Linked DNA regions of Danio rerio: region 2 is linked to region 1. A link is a contact called in public Hi-C data. All regions are on one chromosome and are shown on one strand. The core of a region is the stretch at or near the end of the contact, and the rest is flanking DNA. Distances in the headings are between cores, read along the strand shown.

Region 1 (3,601 bases), core at 296-2,795:
CTGATTCATTTAACTGAAACATTTCATTTCAGTTAGCTTTTATTTTGTAGCTCAGCAAGAAGACAAACAAACAAAAAAATGTTACGTCAAATTAGAAATGACAATCCTCGTGTTAAAGGCATTTGCCTCAACCCTCTCCATCATTCTCACTCTCTTCTCAGATAGGATGGTGGGCCAAAACAAAGGTTGCAATGGGTCAACTTTGGCCAGTGGGCCCTACTCTCTGTTCTAAAGTGTTGCCGTGATTTTTACGGAAAGATTTCTCTAGTGCTCACCAAGGCTGTATGTACCAATTACAAAATGTAGTGAAATATAATTCCAATGTAAAATAGCTGCCATTTGTAAATGTCATTTAATATTTGGATGTCGAATTTGGTCGTATCATGCAATTCTTCAACAACATTTCTTTTAGGGTTTTTTTGTAGGCTTGCAAGTCTTTACTGTCAGTTTTGATAAATATTTCATTAAATTAAAGTGTTCATCCTGAAAAAGATGTTAAAATAATTTCTAAAAGCATTAGTCTGTTCCTCACACAATGCTATCACATGACTTAAGAAGACTTTCCCTCTAATATAGTGTACAAGTCCTACAGATCTTTTAAAAGGCAGTCATATAAAGCTTCTTTTAAGTTAATTTAGTATTTCTTTACATTTTAATTTCATAATTTCATAAGATGATTTAAATAGAATAACATTGAATGACAGATGCAATTAGACAGTGCTTTATGGTGTGAGGATATCATAATAAAGGATAATATATCTGTATATTATTAAGACACAGTCACTATTATATTTAAAAGCTTTTGGCACTATATACTGTTTTGTATCTGCACAACTCTGGTTTGCACTCTATGCCATGTGCCCTTAAGTGTAATTGTATTTATTGTAATTTCTTTTGAAAAATTCTACTTTTTGTATAAATAATATATGTTAGGCACTTGGAGTCTAAGAGTAACGCAGTTTCGATTCTCTGCATTTCCTTTAAATGTGGGTAAATTGACAATGAAGCTGACTTTAATATTCTAACAGTATTAAGGTAAAAAGTATTAATGTAAGGTAATCAAACAATGTACATGTAATGAAATGTAATAAACACTGTATAGTCTTCATTGTAATTTCTTGTGGCCAAATGATTTGAATTAGCTTGAAATTTTACACAGTCGCATACCTTAAAATACATTTGTTTCTGTAGACATTCTGTACAAGCTTAAATTCTGAACTGTTTCCTGGTTAATTATAATCACAGCTCAAAGTTACAGATTCTGTGCTTTGACTCTTGCATATTCGCAACTTACACTATCGATGCTGAAACGATATTGTGCAGCCCTAATTGAGACCACTGGCTGAGCCTATAATACATAAAAGAATTTCATCATTTCCATTTCATACACTAGTTATCTACAGTATATTCGCAAAGAGGAGAACAACTTCTTTCTATTGCCAATATTTGTATTATTATTATGATTGCTGCAATATTGTGTTATAAACACAAGGTGGAGATGGTCTCTCTCCACATCCCATTCAGTGCAGCTCTGTGTCAGCCGCTCTCCTGTCATCTCGGCTCTGATCCTGTGCATTAGCCGATGACAACTCATGAAAGAGAGAAGAGCAGAAGGGCACCTCATTTCAAGTGTCCTCTCACTCAATCTTTATCTGCAACCGCGCTATAGACTTGATTTCTGTGAGGTGACACGGAGCGCATGAGTGACTGATCGCGTGCATGTTTGAGTACTGTCTACATACACCGTATATCTGTTTTCACACACTTGTGTTAGCGAGCAATCGTGACATTAAGGTGAAATGACAGGATGAGCTCATCAGCAGGGCTTTATCTGGGTCATCTTAAAACTGCCCTGTTCCTTGTCATCTCAAAAACACGTACACGCACATTCTTCTGCCTCTGGCTACCTCACATGAAAACTGTATCTGAGTTTTTTTTCGTCACAGATGGTCACATGTCTGTGGTGACATGTCTTTGTCAGATTTCCAATTGGCTGCCATCATGTTTTACTGTCAGAATTTACTGCAAGTAAACGCACACAAATATCTGATCTCTCTCTCTCTCTCTCTCTCTCTCTCTCTCTCTCTCTCTCTCTCTCTCTCTCTCTCTCTCTCTCTCTCTCTCTCTATATATATATATATATATATATATATATATACATACATACATACATACATACAGACAGACAGACAGACAGACAGACAGACAGACAGACAGACACACATATATATACTTTCCAGCCACTTTATTAGGTATACCTGTCCAACTGCTTGTTAATGCAAATTTCTAATCAGCCAATCACAAGGCAGCAACTCAATGCATTTAGGCATGTAGACATGGTCAAGACGATCTGCTGCAGGTCAAACCGAGCATCAGAATGGGGAAGAAAGAAGATTTAAGTGACTTTGAACATGGCATGGTTGTTGGTGCCAGACGGGCTGGTCTGAGCATTTCAGAAACTGCTGATCTACTGGGATTTTCATGCACAACCATCTCTAGGGTTTACAGAGAATGGTCTGAAAAAGAGAAAATATCCAGTGAGTGGCAGTTCTGTGGGTGCAAATGCCTTGTTGATGCCAGAGGTCAGAGGAGAATGGCCAGACTGGTTGCAGCTGATAGAAAGGCAACAGTAACTGAAATAATCACTCGTTACAACTGAGGTATGCAGAAGAGCATCTCTGAACACCCAACACATCCAACCTTGAGGCAGATGGGCTACAGCAGCAGAAGACACAAACTCCTGTCAGCTAAGAACAGGAAACTGAGGCTACAATTCACACAGGCTCACCAAAATTGGACAATAGAAGATTGGAGAAACGTTGCCTGGCCAGAATTTGGTGTCAACAATATGAAAGCATGGATTCATCCTGCCTTGTATCAATGTTTCAGGCTGGTGGTGGTGTAATGTTGAGGGGAATATTTTCTTGGCACACTTTGTGCCCATTAGTACTACCAATAGGGCATCGTGTCAACGCCACAGCCTACCTGAGTGTTGTTGCTGACCATGTTCATCCCTTTATGACCACAGTGTACCCATCTTCTGATGGCTACGTCTAGCAGAATAACGTGCCATGTCAGAAAGCCCGAATCATCTCAGACTGGTTTCTTGAACATGACAAAGAGATCACTGTACTCAAATGGCTTCCACAGTCTCCAGATCTCAATCCAATAGAGCACCTTTTAGATGTGGTAGAACAGCATCATGGATGTGCAGCAGAAAAGTCTGCAACTGCGTGATGCGATTAGGTCAATATGGACCAAAATCTCGGAGGAATATTTCCAGTACCTCGTTGAATCTATGCCAAAAAGGATTAAAGCAGTTCTGAAGGCAAAAGTGGGTGCAACCTGGTACTAGTAAGGTGTACCTAATAAAGTGGCCGATACGTGTAGATAGATATTACAGCTGAATAATAAATTTCAATATATTGTAAATTTTCAAATCGCAATATACAGTACATTTCAAGAGATTTAATACAAGGGTATTTTTGTGAGCCTGCCACCAGCACACACTGAAAGACTTTTCAGCCCACCAGGAAACATAGTTTAATGTCAATGCACATCTTTCAAATCAAGCAGAATGGGCATGCTGTTTTTTGTCCGA
Region 2 (3,601 bases), core at 713-3,212, 110 kb after region 1:
AATGACAACCCTTCAATTTTTCTAATACATGCTCTCTAAATACCGTAAAAAGCTACCCCACTTCTGATGAAAAGTATAGGTGGAGAGTGGAGACCTCGAGTCTTGCCAATATACAGTATGTTTATATGATACAGTAGAAGTCATCAGCTCAATCTAATCCTTAAAAGTGGGAGTATCTGAGTTCTTCCAATTTCACAGCACCATTCTCACAGCCATAATACATCCTGCAATGACTAGCCCTAATTTAGTATTATTATTATTTTATTTTTTTATTTTGTTCTCAACATGTCTTTACAACCATTTTGGCAGCTAGAAATTGGAGTAACATGCAAAATAAGAATTTCTTCATTTTCTTTTTGGCTTAGTACTTTTATTAATCAGGGGTTGAAACAGCGGAATAAACCGCCAACTTAACCAGCATATGTTTTACCCTTCCAGCTGCAACCCAACACTGGGAAACACTCATACACTCTTGCATTCACACATGTACACTACAGCCAACTTAGCTTATTCAATTTACCTATAGCGCCTGTCTTTGCACTGTGGGGGAAACCGAAGCACCCAGAGGGAACCCAGGTGAACACGGGGAGAACATGCAAATTCCACACAGAACCAGCAACCTTCTTTCTGTGAGGCGATCAGGCTAACCTACTGTGCCACCATGACACCACAAATTAATAATAACAATAATTTAAAATTGTATTGTACTCATTGCTTTGCAGTGTTGCATTCTTTATTAAAAATAAGTTCCAAAAAAGACACAACAGAACTTATTTAAAGTTGTTATCATTTCTAATCTGTTCAGATTTTATAACGGTATAGTTCCCTCCAAAAATTATTTACATTTTTTCTACTCACCCTGAATTATAAACAATTTCAAGTTTATTTCTCCTGTTGAACACTAAAGGTGTTATTTTAAAAAGGCTGAAAACTGTAACAATTGGCCTCTATAGTAGAAAAAAAAAATACTATGACAGTGAATGATTACTGGTTTTCAGCTTTCTTCAACGTATCTTCTGTTGTGTTCAACAGAAATAGGCAACTCAATCAGGTTTGAAGCAAGTGGAAAATGAATAAATGATGACAGAAATATATATATATATATATATATATATATATATATATATATATATATATATATATATATTTATTTATTTTTATTATTTTTTTTTTTACAATCCTTTTAAAGTTCACTTCAAGAGTTTAGATGCCAAAACCTCTAAGTTAAATGTTGCTAGCGCATTTTCCTCCAACTCGTGTGTAGGTTCAGAAATTTTACTTTTATAGTGACCAAAAAGTTATTTATATTGCCTTTAAAGCAAAATAACGCTCATTTTAGGAGAAAATTTCTTTTTTGCATCTGAACTCTTCACTTTAAGATGCTGAACAGCATGCATAGTACAAATAGTCAATGTAGTCTAGGAAATCAACTGAGACATGTAAACTACCACAACAATCATAAGTATTAATGTTATAATTGAATAACTGATTATCAAAATGCTGTTGGATTAATGTTAAACGGCTTTATCACACTTGCTGTCAATCCTAGACGTTTGTATCTTTGCAACCTTAACGTTAGTTGACATCAGACTAATACTGTGCTTCAACACTACAACCAGTAATATTATACACAAAGATAAGCGAGTGTTTTTTTTAAGAGCTCTAGTTGAGTCGTTTGTGTTTGTTTATTTGGTATATGGTGGCTTTTATTCGGTTAATTGTGTTGGTTTACCTGCTTCAGCAGCTTTCATAAAGTCCGCCGGCGCGTTCAGTCTTTCTGATCTCCGCATATCCATGATAACCACTGAAAGTCACACAAGCGGTCCTACATAAACGTGTAAAATGCTCGAATCCGATTCTTTGATGATTTTTTAGTCATTGTTTTGCAAAGTGCTCGTTCTCCCCGCCGTTGAGTTCAAAGCTGTGCGTGCAGTTGTCATGACAGGAGATTTCCGGTTGGTTTGAGGCACTACAGCGCCCCCTGCAGTCTTTGGCACATTCTACAAGAAACGTACATTTTCACTTATAAAAAAATTGACAGGGCCTGACTTAAGCTTGTCTTCCTCAAAAATAAATAAATAAAAAACCATACAAAACAAGCATAAAATCATACAATTCAATGATAGAGCGCATCCTTTCCTCCATCAAGTGAGTCATATGAAGGCACGCAAAATGTAATGCAAATGTGACTGACCAAAACATAGGGACAATTGTAAATGAATTTAAATTATATGTTTAGCATTTATTTGTAGAATTTATATATAATTTCATGTTTTCAATTAATTGATGTAAATGATAACAACTTCAACTTTGCTATTTCTGAAGAATATGTTTTTCTAAATCACTGTTTTTTGCATAACAAAATGATTAAAGCTGTAGGTTCAGTTGGACTGAGGAAAAGGACAATAACAGGGTTTGTAAGTTTGTAAAGGGTTTTTAATAAAGAACGAAAATCTGAAAACTAAATGAATGACACTGACTCCTTTGCAGAACAACTCACAGAAATCAACCATCGGTCCATTTTAGACATTTTGGGATGAAATACTTTTTTTATTCACTCTATTTATGTTTTATTTCAGGTACAGATAATGTGCGTTTCTGGTAGAATTTCCACTCTATATAATGCTAAATTCAGCTTAAAAGGATAGTTCACCCAAAAATTATTCCCATAAATTATTATTATCACTATTTACTCACCCACAAGTTGATCCAAGCCCTTGAAAGACAATTTAAAGAATGTTAGAAGTAAATAACAGGAATACTAATAGTATGGAAATAGTTACCGGTTTTCAACATTTTTCAAAATATCTTATTTTTTGTTCAACAAAATAAACTGTTACAAATAAGAGTAAAAAACAACATGATTTTTTAGTTTTTCCTGAACTAATCTTTTAACTGTTTTGATAAATGCACTTTTATAGTCCCGATAATCAGGGATGGCCAGAATTTATGATACAAGTATTTCAAATGCGTATTTCACATACAAAATAGTATTTAGTAATTTGTAATTGATGTGGTTTATAAAAATAGGTTAATATTATGTTTAATGTTGTGTATTTTTAAAACACTGTAAAATACTGATAGGAAGTCTAAATGATGACATCATAAAAACATGACCTTTAATATTTGTGTTTTCTCAGTTATTTGCCAAGACGAGACTAGAAAATTGATTAATTTGATCAATTGCTTGGAGAATGGATGGAAATGATGCAACAAGTATTAAGAAAATAACAAACAAATAGCAGGGAGCAAGTCAACATTTATTTATGGAAAGACTAAGATTTTAGTAGATTTAGATATTGTGACTTTACATTTTAAACAGCTAGATTTATTTAGTAAATTATGTGAACAAAAATGTTAAGTAACTTTTTTAAGTTTTATCACTTTAAAATATAAGATTGCTATGAGATGGTGGCAATTTTCACAATAGATAGAGTTAGTGAGATATATAGTATAATATTCCAACTCAATTTATGCATCCAATGGTTTTTACAGTAATTAAAGAGGTCATCTTCAAGACAGGACTTAAAATTTGTACAAAATCTATACTAAAATCAAAGAGAAACACAAGTTACATTTTTATGAATACCTCCTCATGTGC

The links. Hi-C and Micro-C count contacts between places; a contact is called where the count stands out from the background.
Region 2: a Hi-C map of an unstated tissue shows a contact between it and region 1, with 5 times the contacts expected there. The contact joins the promoter of si:dkeyp-20g2.1 here to the enhancer-like site in region 1. A contact is called at or near these places in 2 of 18 Hi-C or Micro-C datasets (caudal fin and an unstated tissue).

What each region holds. Positions count from the first base shown.
Region 1 is chr5:24,057,251-24,060,851 of GRCz12tu, forward strand. The region is part of intron 12 of gria3a (glutamate receptor, ionotropic, AMPA 3a); the gene reads right to left. Among named protein-coding and RNA genes, the nearest start is that of gria3a, 50 kb to the right of the region's middle. Within about 2 kb of position 1,546, at least 4 of the 62 cell types and tissues checked have an H3K27ac peak or open chromatin away from gene starts, as enhancers often do.
Region 2 is chr5:24,162,889-24,166,489 of GRCz12tu, forward strand. si:dkeyp-20g2.1 reads right to left here and starts at 1,963. Exons shown (of 19, transcript XM_690528.10): 1 at 1,733-1,963. The coding sequence starts at 1,796.